Regions from separate parts of the Ovis aries genome. Here region 2 is linked to region 1. The links are chromatin contacts, called in public Hi-C maps. All regions are on one chromosome and are shown on one strand. Each heading gives the region's core, a stretch centred on a gene start, on an enhancer-like site or on the middle of the called end of the contact. The rest is flanking DNA. Distances are from core to core; before and after follow the strand shown.

Region 1 (7,043 bases), core at 1,735-4,234:
TACCAAGGGATGGGCTGGCTGGCCAGATCACCTTCCTCGACTCCAGCCCTTAAGTGCTGGGCTTTCCTTTTTGCAGCTCTTGGAGGGAATCCTGTTGTGTACAGTGTAATTCTTTTTCTTTATAGGTTTCGCGATAGAACCAGGAGACACGTATCATTTTAGTAACTGACAAACTAGGCTCTCGCATATTTATATCAGTTCATTTTTGTTTGTACTCTGTTGCCACTACCTGTATGATACTGTACTGGAATAATAAATTCTGATATATTTTTCACATATTTTCCCCAATCAGAGTGGACTCTTTCTGTTACACTCAGTACCCTCACAGCTTTTATTCCTTACTCGCGTCCACATTCTTTCAATCGTTGGGAATATTTCCTTTCATTGGCTTCCTAGGTGGTGCTAGTGGTAAGAACCCACCTGCCAATGCAGGAGTCACGAGAGGAGAGTTTGATCTCTGGGTCAGGAAGATCCCTTGGAGTAGGAAAGAGCAATCCACTCCAGTCTTCTTGCCTAGAAAATCCCATGGACAGAGGAGCCTGGCGGGCTACAGTCAGTAAGGTCACAAAGAGTCGGACATGACTGAAGCGACTTAGCACGCACACACACACACACACATTCAAATAGGTGCTGTAAAAGGTAAAAGGAAAGAAAGAAACTCTTGGTTTGACAGGGGAATGGGGATTCAGAGAAATAACAAGGCAGGGTGGAGATGAACCACAAATGGTGGACAGAAAGTTTTGCTGAAATTCAGCTCAGGAAGGATTGAAGAAACTTAAGAACTTCCCCGGTGGTGCAGTGGTTTAAGACTCTGTGCTCCAAATACAGGGGGCCTGGGTTCAATCCCTGGCCAGGGAACTAGATCCCACATGCCAATGAAAATATGTGCTGCGTGCAGCCATGAAGATCTCATGTGCTGTACCTAAGACCAAAAAACAGAGAAACTTAAGGAAAAAATGGAATTGGGTAGGCTTTTCAAAAATTGAGCAAGATTTGGGCTGGTGGAGAGGAATGAGAAAGGCATTCGTTTTTAAATTTTTCTTAAAATTTTATTGAAGAATAGTTAAGTCATGTTAATTTCTACTGCACAGCAAAGTGATTCGGTTATACACATATATACAATCTTTTTCGTATTCTTTTCCATGATAGTTTACTACAGGATATTGACTCTAGTTCCTGAGGCAAGGAGCTACCACTGCACGAACATCTAAAGATCCGGAAGGCAAGAAAGGCAGGGGAGTGTGGGGAGGAATTGAGTTATATTTTGTCCAAAGTGAAGTTCATGAAGAAGAACGTAGGTTAGAATTAATGATGGCACTTTGAATGCTAAACTGAACTTTGGACTTAATTCTCCTGGCAGCAGCGAGCCACAGACACTTGGGGTGAGGGGAGCCGATGGCCCAAGCGAGGCTCAGGGTAGATATTCACGGGGAGGGGAGTAGGTGGAAAGATACCCCGGACAGGACTCCAACGTGAAAGAGGAATTGAGTGTCAAGAAGATGCTGACACAGATTGGGACTGACATATACACACCGCTCTATGCAAAACAGATGACGAATAAGAACCTGCTGTGTATCGCCAGTCTGTCTGACGCAGGATACAGCATGCTTGGGGCTGGTGCATGGGGATGACCCAGAGAGATGTTATGGGGAGGGGAGGTGGGAGGGGGGTTCATGTTTGGGAATGCATGTAAGAATTAAAGATTTTAAAATTTAAAAAATAAAAAACTAAAAAAAAAAAAAAGAGAGAGAACCTGCTGTGTAGTACAGGGAACTCTACTCCAAACTCTGACCTCCATGGGAAAAGAACATAAAAAAATAAGGGTGAATATATGTTAAATATAAAATTGATTCACTTTGCTGTATACCTGGAACTAACACATTGTAAATCAACTATATTCCAATAAAGAAAATTTTTTTTAAAGAATTCACTCCCAGACCAGTCCACACAAGTATGTTACTTAAGCAATGCTGCTTTCCGCTTCTCTTACACTGTCTTACTGCTCCTGAGATGTAACTCATACCCCCGGTTGCTGCCCGGCAGTTTCTTATCACTGACACCCCGGATCTAAGAATGAACCTGATGCAAGGCTTGGTGTTGGGTTACGTGCTGACAGTTCCTTGGAGCAAACGTGGTCTTAGGTCTCTCTCCTCTCTCTCTAGAGAGGCGGTCAGAACTGTTCAACGTAGTTCTTAAAAGAATAGTTTCAACTCACAAAAGAAAGAGAATCTAAAGCCCAGAAGCTTGATTCCAGCGGTGGGCAGTGGGGGTAGTGGTGGGGAGGGGGCACAGATTTCTCTGACAATGCTCGGTCCCGGGACCAGTTCAATCAACTCGGATCACACAAACGTAAGTCACAGATTTCCTGACTTGAGCCTGTGAAAGGGGCAGATTTTGTGCACCTTAGCCCTCTGGAGGGAAGACGGCTGGAAGACAGTGGCAAGGAAGGCCCCGTAACTGCAGCTCTGGTGGGAGTTCTGCTCGTTTCATTCCCTCCCCTGTTGCAGAACGAGCTTTTCTCCGGACAGTTGTGTTATTGAAATGAAGTGAAGCAGCGGAGGGCTCCTTTGATGGAAATGCAAAGTTAAAAGGCCCCCATCACATTCCTCAGAGTGAAGCCCTGGAAACCACAGGCTGCTTGAAGACAGGTGCTCAGCAGAGGCCACTGACAGAGCTCCAGGCAGGGCCCCAGCCCCGCACTTGCATTCGGAGGCTAAAACACACTCAGAGCACAGCACATCACTACCCGATGTGGGTGAGGAGGGTCGGGATAAAATGTCTGGGCCGTGTTGGGGGAAGGAGAAGGCGCTAAGGGGAAATAGGTAGCACTGCTTTACTATCTCTGGCTGGCTAATAAAACAAACGGCAATAGAAACCCAAAGAGCAAAAAAGATCCTCATATAATTGTGCAAACAGCTTTAATGGGTAAAGACCTAGAGAAACTCAAACGATTGAAACGAGCATTCCCCCGGAGCTCCCATCTTAGTTCAGGTTGTTGAAAGAGGATAATAAACTTTGGTTCCACATCTAAAACCTTGAAAGTCAAAGACTCACAAGCTTGGGATCTTAAGGCAAAATTTAAGAGTTTCAATTTCCTTCAAAAAAATTATTTTTCTAACAATTAAAAAAAAAATTAGTGTCATTGCTGGCACTGAGTCTCCACCTACTGGCCACAGAGGAAAGTACACGTGTTATAAACTGCCTGGTCACACCATGAGGCTAAGGAAACAGCCAGACCCAAGGCAGAGAGATGAGTCGCTGAAATAGACAGGATGGGGTGGCAGTACACAGTTGACAACACTTGGGGCTGGAAGGCAGGAAGAAGTCCTTGTCTTAGTCTCCCCCGGCCAGGAGAGACAGGACAGATATGGGAGCAGGACCCTCGTCTCCACATCCCAGGAGACTCCGGGAAGTCTTCACTGCAATTAGGATAACCAGGACCCCTGCACCTGGCTTCACGTCCGAATTAATCAACCTAAGAAGCATGAGAGGCCAGGACAGGGAAAGCGCTAGAATAGACACCAGCAGCTTCAGTGGTTTTGTCTTTTGTACCCTGGGAAATGTAATTTGATTGATCTGGACCTTTGTTCTCACAACCTGCAAGATGACATACCCAAACCATATATACAGCTTCGGGTCTGTGGTAGGAAAGTGCGGATGCAGTGAGATCCCCTGAATTCCTGTCTTTCTTTCTGCTTCTGCTGGGCATGTGTGCAGAGCATCGCCCATGGTCCTAGTAACAAGACACTCAGGACATGAAGGACTGGCAACACTCAACTTTATTAAGATTTAAACAGAGAAGATGCTTCTGCACGTTAAACACATGTGGAACCGAGAGGCTTCCTGGGGGCACCCAGTACCACCTATGCTAACACACCACTGGGGTGAGGGGGAGTCCAAGGGTCTGCAGCTCGGGGCGGCCTCTCCTGCTATCGTCTGTGGGCCCCACAGCCCCAGTACTTTAGTTCTGCTTAAATTCTCCCCTTGAAATTAGGATGAGCTGCCCTGGAGGGAATAAGACAGCTAGACTTATAAACCTAAGGGTATTCAGGGACCAAGATGGGTTGTCTCCTGTGACCCAGGAAACCCTGAAATCCTCCAGAGCCCTCGGCAGTAGTAGTTCCGTTATTCTAGGAATGGGATCTTGGATCCAGGACAAATTTTGGAGTGACAGGCTATGAGACACAGGACAACGGACCCCGGAGCAAAACCACAAAGCAGCATTATTCTGCAGCAAAAAAACAAATCCAGGAAGTAGGAAGAGAAAACTATAGGAAAAAAACAAAAACACACTACCTAAGTACTTGGAAACAGGGCATTAGAGAAAAATTATAGGGTTTGGAGAGCACAAGGTCTTCATTTCTCTCCATGCACAGAACAGAGCACAATATCGCATCATAAACTATAATTTAAAAATACCTGTCTGACCTATAAATATTGGAATGGGTGATGGGCACACTGAGCTGAATGGAAAGCCTCCCGCTGTAGAGGCCTGCAGACCACCTTCAGCTGCCGTGTTTCCTGAACCGGGCCGCACATGCTCAACAGGACCCACCTTCCTACAACATCGGTTTTATTCAACGACTGAAGGGATCTGGGGGCGGGGTCTTAAAAACAAACATGGACTAGTCGATATATGTTGCTAATAAATAGATTATACAGTGGGGGTACAGAAGAGACTCTGAGGAAATGTCGTTACTGGAAGGCCCCCAGGACTGGCCGCTCCTGTCAGCGTCTGGCTGAGAGTGACCGCGGGAAAGCATGCCGAAGGGAGGTTCAGGCTCCAGCCCCCAGGGAGCCCCCGACGGACATGGACGAGGAGCCACTGGGCCTCCGGGGCGGCTCACACAGCCTGCCGCCCTGGGGCAAACGGGGCTGGCTTCTCTGAAACTCTCCTCAGGGAGCGGAAATTCTGTGAAGGAGTGGAGCTGTTTGGGGGGGCGCTCAAGGAAAGAGGTATTTGGGACCACCGCCCCCCAGGGAGCGGGCAGGGCACCCTCTCCCCGGAGAGGGCGGCCCGGTGCTGCGGGCAGGCAGCCCTCAGCCTCTGCAAGCTGGTGCGAGCGGCGTCCCAGCCTCTGAGGGAAAAGTCTCATCCCGCTGGGGCTTCCGTGTCAGCAGGGGGATCCAACTAAAGAAGCTTCCAGTTCGCTTCTAGAAGTACAGATCTTTATGCCTGTATACAAACAGAGGGCTCAGAAGGAAACTCACTCCACTCGGTACCTCGCAGCCCCTCCTAGGGGTGGAGATGGGTGCCCCTCTCTCTTAACTTTAATGGGGGTGCATATACTCCACGCCTTCCAAGAAACCTTCCTCCACTAACATTCGTTTCCTTCCAAGTGCGTGCTCTAATTTTTTTTCCCTGGGGTTAAAAAAAAACAAAGAAGTCTTCCCCTGGCTGAAGAAAATTACAGCCGAACGAGTAACAAACGCTGGTCTTTTTCACATGCAGTCAGGTACCTCCCGCTGCGACCCACGCCTCTGCTCTGAGAACTGGGTTGGAGATGCTGGTGGGTGGGTCCTGCCCCGGCCCCCGGCGACCCTGTCTCCCTGGATTCACTCCACGGTGCTGACGGCTAAGGAAAACGGGAGCCTGTGGGTCCAGAGGGGGCACAGACCTACGAGATAGGCTGATAGGTTTTACTTCTAGACAGGTTAAGAAATGAAAAAGTGTTCGTGACCGTCTGCTTTGCAAAATTCTCGCTTCAGGTTCGAACTTGGAACTTCCCAGCTTTGGTCATGTACTTTATGCCCTTGAAGGGTTTGTACTTCTCTCCATACATATCCAGACGATTCACTTTGAGGCCTGCAAGGAAGGAATGCAAGCATTATTCCAAAGAAGCAGGTAGCATAACTGGTTAATTCATGTCAACTCAAAGAGCTCCGAGGGCTGGAGAAAGCTGTAACCGTGAACCGGAAACTGTGTGTGTGTTCAGTCGCTCAGTTGTGTCCTACTCTTTGGGATGCTATGGGTCCTTTGGACCGTAGCCCACCAGGCTCCTCTCTCCATGGGATTCTCCAGGCAAGAATACTGGAGTGGGTTTCCATTTCCTTCTCCAAGAGATCTTTCTAACCCAGGGATCGAACCCGAGTCTCCTGCATCTCCGGTATTGCAGGCCGATTCTTTACCATTCCGCTACCTGGGAACCTACACTTAATTATGTCACTTAAACACAGCTGACAGGTTCTTCACCCCTGGAACATAGGCTGAAAATAAAAACCTGCTCCAATAAAAAGCCAGCCAATGAGATCTGTCCCTGTGGTGCAAAGGGCAGAAAGTTATATGCAGGCTGAAATGACGGTAAGGAAAAATAAGACCACTCCAGATTTTTCTCAAAGTTATGGGGTTGAACATATGAATTCATAATAACAGAATTAAGAAATCCATAATCAAATAAAGGTATAACTGAGTGAATAAACTAATGATGACAAGTGATGAATTAATTCTTCAGTGCTTCTTAAATATTCTCACTGGACTAAGAAAAGAACATTTTATACTATTCAGAGCTTTAAAGTTTATTAAGCATTTTAAGATGAAAAGAGCTTATCGTTTAAATGAATTCTAATCACTTAAACTAGATGTGGTCCATTGGCAAAGAAAACAAGAACTTCATATAAAGGTGAAGTCATCTCCTATCCATCCAAAAGGGTCATTCTAAGAATTAAATAAGAAAATAGATGAAAAGAGCTTAAATTAGTGCCTGGCACGTAGTAGACACCTGCAGAGGTAACAAGTCTTGATATCCCCCTGGGTGGTGGGGTGTAAACTACGGTCGATAACTCAGGTCAGCTGAGTGTTCCACATGATCACAGCACACATGAAATCTTCTGAAATTGGGGGAAAGGAGGGAATTCTTTTCACTCACCAGCTGAGAATGCAGATACATCCTGGTACTGACGACTCTGGGATGCCCCAACCAGTGCCCCCAGGGTGACTCAACAACGGCTCATGAGCACTTTCATCTCCAATACTGATGGAGGGTCACAGAGTTCCTCCAGAAATGGGCTGGGAAAGATCTGACTAAAGATGACATATCAGCTAA
Region 2 (7,043 bases), core at 1,426-3,925, 190 kb before region 1:
ATAGTTATCCCCTTAAATCTTATGAAATAGATTAATGTTGACTTAACCTCATTTTACTGAGCATGGTATCTCCCATATCTTAGGCATTCAGTATGAATGCTTACCCCATAGTGGCAATTTACAATAGCAGACTTACCATATCCTTTGTTGAAGACATCTTTGGCAGCCTTTCCTAGGTCACAGTAAGTCGGTGTGTTACACATATCTTATAAAGAAAAATAAGGACAAGGGAATAAATAATATTTAGTACTTATTCACTGTTCAAGTGTTTATTTCTGTAAGAAGTAGTATACAATGTTTCCTGCTTTGTATCATTAATGCTTAACCCCTAAGGCAAGCAAAGTTCAGAGAAAGCACGCTGCTCCTTTAAAAAGAGCTTTCCAGAAACCTGAAGAATGAAAGGATGTTTCTCATGAGATTCATGGAGGTCATCTTTCTGACTGCATTTCAAAGAAGAGAAATTTCTTGAAGGCTGAAGCAGATGTTCTGTTAAACTGGACTTTCACTTTTTAAAAGAATGCAAAAATGTACATTAGTAAAACATGTCTTGAGCAGTTGTAAAGCCAGAGAGCTGTATAAGATGACAAAGTAAATTTTCTGAGGATCTGTAAAGCAGATGGACTTTAACATCTTCAGGGTTAACATTTTTGCCACTCTGAAATTCAGTTCTTAAGAATTACCACACTAATTGAAGTGTATTCATCCAGAATATGCCCTCTCTCAAAACTCTTAAAATACAGTGCTATAATCTAACCTATTAACCAGAGAGAGGATAGATCCTACCTGCAGTAATCTGCTTACCAAAAATCGGTATACACTCTAAAAGTTACAGTCTTCAAAAACACTAGGTGCTTCACTTCATCTTGCCTGAGGATTCACCCAGCTTCTCTACTGCCAACATGACCCTCACTTCAAAATTCTGAGGCCAATCAACACTGCTGAATATACCATTCCTTTGCCCTTTCTGCACAACAGGAAATCTCTTCCAGCAGCATCCTCAAAAGTCACGCTGGAGCACCTCAAGCAACCCCATTAGCCCCACTGTGCACTCTAAGTTGCCAGGCTCCTCTGTCTGTGGGATTCTCTAGGCAAGAATACTGGAGTGGGTTGCCATTTCCTCCTCCAGGGGATCTTCCCCACCCAGGGACTGACCCGGCCTCTCCTCCGTTTCCTGTCTTGCCAGGTGGATTCTTTACCAATGAGCCACCTGGGAAGCCCCTGTTAACCCTATTACTACCCCTAGTAAAATCCAGAGCAGCAGCGAGCCCTTGCAATTCCGATGCCTCAACCACCTACACGTTCAAACCTATTTATTTCTATTTAGCGGAGCTCTTAGCCTGGCCTCCTGCTAGTAAGTTTCTGCCTATTCCACCACACCTGAACACAACACACGCTTTGTGGTGCACGTCTTCACTGTGAATTCATTTAAAATGTGTTCCTTAACCTAAACCTGTCCAATACGACAGACATTAGGATATGTTAGGAGAATAGAGTTTAAGAATATATGTAAAGTGTAAAGAGTAAAGATGAAGAAGATAAATGTACTGAGTCATACCATAATAAAACTTTGTTCTAGGCCACAAGGTGTCCAAGTTCCTATCCAGAGCAATTAGTTTACAACACAAGTCCTTTGTGTCCCAACCATCAAATTGAGACCTTTTACACACTGCCAACTGCAATCTGATATTACTCTTTACGATCACAAACGACGGTGGTACCTGTTGAAATTCTGCCTGAAGCCCATAACTTGGGAGGTGAAGTGTAAAAACCAGGCTCTACGTACTCAAATATTAAAAACGTTAAAGCTTTACTGTTTGCTCTTTTTAAAAAAAAAAAAAAAGGAAAGATACACTTAAGTGTTTGGCAACCTCCATCTAGGGACCCATTACAGTCTTTCAGCATTTTGCTTCTTTTTCAAAAGCACTTGCTAGACACTCTGCAAAGTCGCGTTGGGGGAGTGGGGGGTGGGGGGCGTCATCTGACCTCTACTGTGCCCAGTTCAAGCTTTCTTTTCGAGGCCCACGATCCCGATGGGAAATGCACTGCTGGTATGAGCAAGCAAAAACTCGAGAAGCCCCAGACACGTCACGTTCCAACACATTGCCGCGGCTCTGCCGATGCACTCTTCCGTGGACGTGCACGGCGCCCCCGGGCTGCGGGAGCCGCAGGCGGGGGCGGGGAGCGAGGGGAGGTGCCGGGGTCGGGGGTGGAGGAGCGGCGGCTACAACAGCATCACCGTGGGGACAGCCAGCTCGCCTCGCCCCCCTCAGCTGGACGTCCAGCACCCTCCCCTCAGGGGCAGGGAGTAGAGGGGCCCCCTGATGCTGGATGCCGAGGCCGGAGAGGAAGCCGGGGCTCGGGGGTTCCCGGACCCGCCTTCCCTCGAAGCCAGCCTCCCGGGGACCGGCCGGGCCGAGGCGCAGGTGGCGGCGCGGCCCGCCCGTCCCCGGAGGGGCCGGTTCCCGCTGCCCCCGCCCGCGGGCCCGCGCCCCGTTCGGCGGCCTTGCCTCCGTTAGCCGCCTCCCGCGGGTCCCTGCCGGACGGCCGCCCGCCCGGCCGGCCCCCGCCCGGCCGCCAGCTCGCGGCCCCGGCTTGCCTCACCTCCGACCGGAGGGCCCTGTCCGCTCCGCTAGGAGGGGCCTGTCCGCTCCGCCAGGGCACCGCTGAAGGTCTTCTTCGGACCAACGCCGTCCGCGCCTGCGCGGCCCCACGCCCGCGGCGCCTGCGCGCCCCGAGCCCCGAACCCCGCGCCGCGGCTGCGCCGGAGAGTCGCGCCGGGGGCGCGCGCCGCGAGCCCGAGGCGGCCCAACACCTCCAACTGTCCGAGTGCGCGCGCGCGCCGCGGAGGGCGGCGCGCGGGGGCAGACGGGGTGGATGTGAGCGCGCAGGCGCAGGTCCCGCGCCTTTATCCCCTGAGGGGCCCGCTCTCGCGAGAAGGCGCGGAGCCCACTGGCGACCCTTGCCCGCGGAGAGGTCGCTCCTTGCCCGCGGAGAGGTCGCCCCTTGCCCGCGGAGAGGTCGCCCCTTGCCCGCGGAGAGGTCGCCCCTTGCCGCGTCTTTCTCCAGCGGACGCTTGAGAGACCTGTGAGGAGATTCCGTCTCAGAGTGACTGAAGTTCAAGAATGTGGCCCTTAGGTCACCTCATCTTAACGATGAGAAACATAGGTCCCCAAGGGGTAAGTGGCATGACTTAAAGATGTAATCCAGAGGGAGAGAGGAGGTGAATGAGGGACAGCTCTCCTTTAGAGAAGAATTCCGACTCAAACGTATGAGAAATTACAGAAACAAAATCCCTGCTTTGGAGGCACCAAGAACTGGGTCACGCAGAATTCATCAGTAGATGCTGAACGGTTGAGAATATTCGTCCAGTTCCAAAGTATTATCCCACAGATGACTTAGTGAAGAGAAAAGGGTAACCTTCACATCAAACGCATCACCTAGACCGAGTGATGGAACTGTGCAGCGCCAGGGATGGTACAGACTGATGTCTTGTGTGAGAATGACTCGCCGAAGAAGTGCTTTCTCTCCGTTCCGGAGGAAACAGACAAATCCAGTTGAGGGACAGTTCTGCAAAACAACCACCTGGTCTCTCCTAAAAACGCGAACTTCATGAACTGTTAAGACTAGTCAAGTGTTCTAGATTAAAGGAGACAAAAGAAAGATATGACCCTGAGAATCAAGTAATCCTAAATTGCACCCTGGGTCAAAAAACAAAAAGCAGCTATTGAGGGTCAGTATTGGAACAATTGAGAAAATTTGAATGTCGACTGTATTAGTATTGCAACAATGTTAAATTTCCTAAGGGTAATGATTATATCTTGATTATATAGAAATGGGGACTTTGCTGGTGGCTCAGCGTTAAAGAATCCTTGTACAATACAGAAGATACAGAGATGCGGGTTCAATCCCTGGGTCAGGAAGATCCCCTGGAGGAGGGCACCGGCAACCCACTTGCTTGGAGAACCCCATCGACAGAGGATCCTGATGGGCTTGCAAAGAGTCGGATGCGACAGAACTTGCATGCTAACACGCATGTATGGATAAATGGCCTGTTTTTTAGGAGATTAAGTTATTCATAAGTGACATAGTGGGTATCTGCAACAAACTCTCAAATGGTCAGGAAAAAAACATTCAAAATGTTAACAATTGGTGTATCTAGGTAGAGGATCTATGGATCTTCATTGCATTATTCTTGAATCTTTCTTGTAAGTCTAAAGTTATTTTTCAAGATAAAAAGAAAAGAAAACCCCACAAAGTGTTTGATACTCAGAACATAATACCAGGTTGCTTCTTGAAACCAGAGCCAAAGATGATTTGCCTGCTGTGTTTAAGCATTTCAGGCTAAGAAAAGATAAGGAAGACGCTTGCTCCCAAAGGCCTCGTAATGTGAGACTTGGAAAATGAGGCAAAAAATGATCAATGTCATTGGCAAAGCAATATAAGTTTAGTGGGCTAAATAAAATGAGTTTTGGAGTAAAAAGATGCTGTGTTGGCACCTCAGACCTGCCAACCCTGTGGTTGTTGGCGAACAACTCTACGTCTCTGTTTCGACATCTGTGAGACAACCAAATAAGGTCTACTTCAGAGGATTGTGCTGCTGCTGCTGCTAAGTCACTTCAGTCGTGTCTGACTCTGCGACCTCATAGACAGCAGCCAACCAGGCTCCCCCATCTCTGGGATTGTAGTCGATAGTAAAGACGGTGATGTATCCAGAGTACAGTGATCCACCTGGCACATGGAAAATGTTCATTAGTTAATAACACAGATGAAAATTCATATGCTATAGGCTATTAAAAGCCATGCAAGCCAACTTAGATTTATTCACATCCAGACGAATATTAAAATTACCACTCCAACCTGCACTGTGGCACAGACCTGGCCTTTGTCAGGCCCAGCAGGTCATTAAAGTCTATAAAAACCACTTCCAACAGGAAGGAGAAGGGGATGACAGAGGATGAGATGGTTGGATGGCGTCACCAACTCGATGGCAATGAGTTTGAGAAAGCTCTGGGAGTTGGTGATGGACAGGGAAGCCTGGAGTGCTGTACTGTAGTCCATGGGGTCACAAAGAGTTGGACATGACTGAGCGACTGAACTGAGTTGAATGGCTGACACTTAGAGGATTCATTATATTGTAATACACTCATATTTTGGGATATGGTTCAACCATGTGTTCTGCTAGTATCTGGTAATCTGAGGGAAAGGCCCAGTTTAAAAAAGTGGGGTTAGCGGGACAAAAGTTTAAGGACAGTGTAACTCCGTGCGTGTGTGTGTATGCATGTGTTACAATTTTACTTAAAGAAAAAGCAAGGTCTCCTTCACTGCAGGCGGTTTCTCTACCATCTGAGCCACCAGGGAAGCCCCATAGACGTGGACATTGGCAATGGCTTAACTCTGGACTGGTGATAGATTGATAATACATACATTATATATTAACTAAATAGATGCTGTATATTTGTGTGTGTGTGTGTATGTATGTGCATAGAAGAAATGTTGGGAAAATGTTTCCAAAATCTGACAGTGACTCTGCTGGGTCAGAGTATACGTGATTTTTATTTTCTTCACACTTTTCTGTATTTTCCAAAATTTCTAAAATTTGGAAATGTGTTTGTTATAATTAGAAAAGTTAAACTGACTTTCACAAGGTGGGAAAGTACCTAGGTTCATGAGAAGGGGACTGCTGTGCCCTGGGGAATTTCCACCCAAAACTGGGAACTGCTGCTGAGATCAGTCCCTGGAATTCACGTTGGGCCTTCTGGGCGCTCATGTCACTCTTGACCACAAGGGGGCACAAGGAAATGAGGTAAAGAAAAGCTGACCCTGCAGGTGAGTGCTGCAGATGGGAGTCAGGGTGATGAGCCCAGCCCTTCCCTTGCCCCCAGAGCCTCATCCAAGCTCTCCATACGATTGTGAATACAGTTATGGGGCTTCCCTACCCAAGTTAGAGTCCAAGTTGAATGTCAAAAGGGCAGGAAATATTTACAAATTGTTTTTATGAGGAAATCAATTTTGTCCATGTTCCACTTGTGGGTTTGGGTACAGCCTGGCTTACACAACCTGGAAATTAGCTCTTCTTAACCACTTGCTAGTAAAGCACTATGATCACTTTACACAAAGGATAAGTTAAGAAAAAGGAGGGTGACATATTCCTATGTAACCTGAAAATAGAAAGAAGCAGTGTCCCTTTGGTGAATATATAGCTATGTTTCAGGGAACTTGAACTGTGGAGTGTGGTGTGCAGGAAGGAATGAACTTGGGAACCAGAACATTTGCGTTAAATCCGAGGTCTGCAACTCACTAGCTGTGTAAGCTTCGGCAAGTTACCTGACCTCTCTGAGCCTCGGTGTCTTCATCTTTAAAATGGAGATTCCCCAGAAATAAACCATCTGGATGAGGCCCGCCCAAGGGGCCCCACCATATGGCTTTCTGTGGTCAAAGTTCTGGGGAGGCTTGGACCACTCCCAGGGTTCACCTCAGGCAGGAGACAGATCACACCCCGTGAGTCACATACAACACAACTCCCAGGTCGATAGAAAAGCCAGAGGCAGACTCACCGTGAAGGGGTGCAGAGTCTGGATCCTGGGAAGGGATTCTACTACTTGGGATCCCTGGAGAGCACCCCAAAGAGGGTCAATGCCCACAGCCTCTCCCCTCCAGTGGGGACTCTGTGTGCAGAGCTCAGGACAGCTTTATTGAGGTATAATTGACATGAAACACTATGTAAGTTTCAGGTGTACAGTGTGACGGTTTGACACATACAGGTTAAGGAAGGAGTCCTTTTACCCTCCGATAATTATCATTTTGTTACTATGGTGAGAGCACTGATGCTCTGCTTTCACAGGAACTTTCCAGTTCACAGCACAGATCTGTTAACTGTAGTCACCAGAGCTGTTCTTTTTTTAAATTTGCTTCTTTAGAATTGGGACACCAGGCAGGTCTGGGGTCTCCTAATATTGTGGGATTCACCCACTACCTTTGAGGAAGAAGAATCAGATTCCAGTTAGGGTGCAGACCCCATCTCGTCCGCAGGCTGGTTGGATTCC

What was found. A called contact is a pair of places that touch in the nucleus more often than the background predicts.
Region 2: a Hi-C map of hypothalamus shows a contact between it and region 1, with 6 times the contacts expected there. The contact joins the promoter of VDAC3 here to the enhancer-like site in region 1. A contact is called at or near these places in 7 of 16 Hi-C or Micro-C datasets (blood, hypothalamus, liver and 3 more).

The regions. Positions count from the first base shown.
Region 1 is chr26:36,373,737-36,380,779 of ARS-UI_Ramb_v3.0, reverse strand. It overlaps AP3M2 (adaptor related protein complex 3 subunit mu 2), which reads right to left. Exons shown (of 9, transcript XM_042241241.1): 9 at 3,762-5,806. The coding sequence ends at 5,706. It overlaps PLAT (plasminogen activator, tissue type), which reads left to right. Exons shown (of 14, transcript XM_012106011.3): 14 at 1-278. Among named protein-coding and RNA genes, the nearest start is that of AP3M2, 19 kb to the right of the region's middle. Within about 2 kb of position 2,984, at least 6 of the 54 cell types and tissues checked have an H3K27ac peak or open chromatin away from gene starts, as enhancers often do. A contact at or near this core is called in hypothalamus, where this site is marked.
Region 2 is chr26:36,562,449-36,569,491 of ARS-UI_Ramb_v3.0, reverse strand. It overlaps VDAC3 (voltage dependent anion channel 3), which reads right to left and starts at 2,675. Exons shown (of 9, transcript XM_015104638.3): 1 at 2,602-2,675; 2 at 137-205. The coding sequence starts at 203.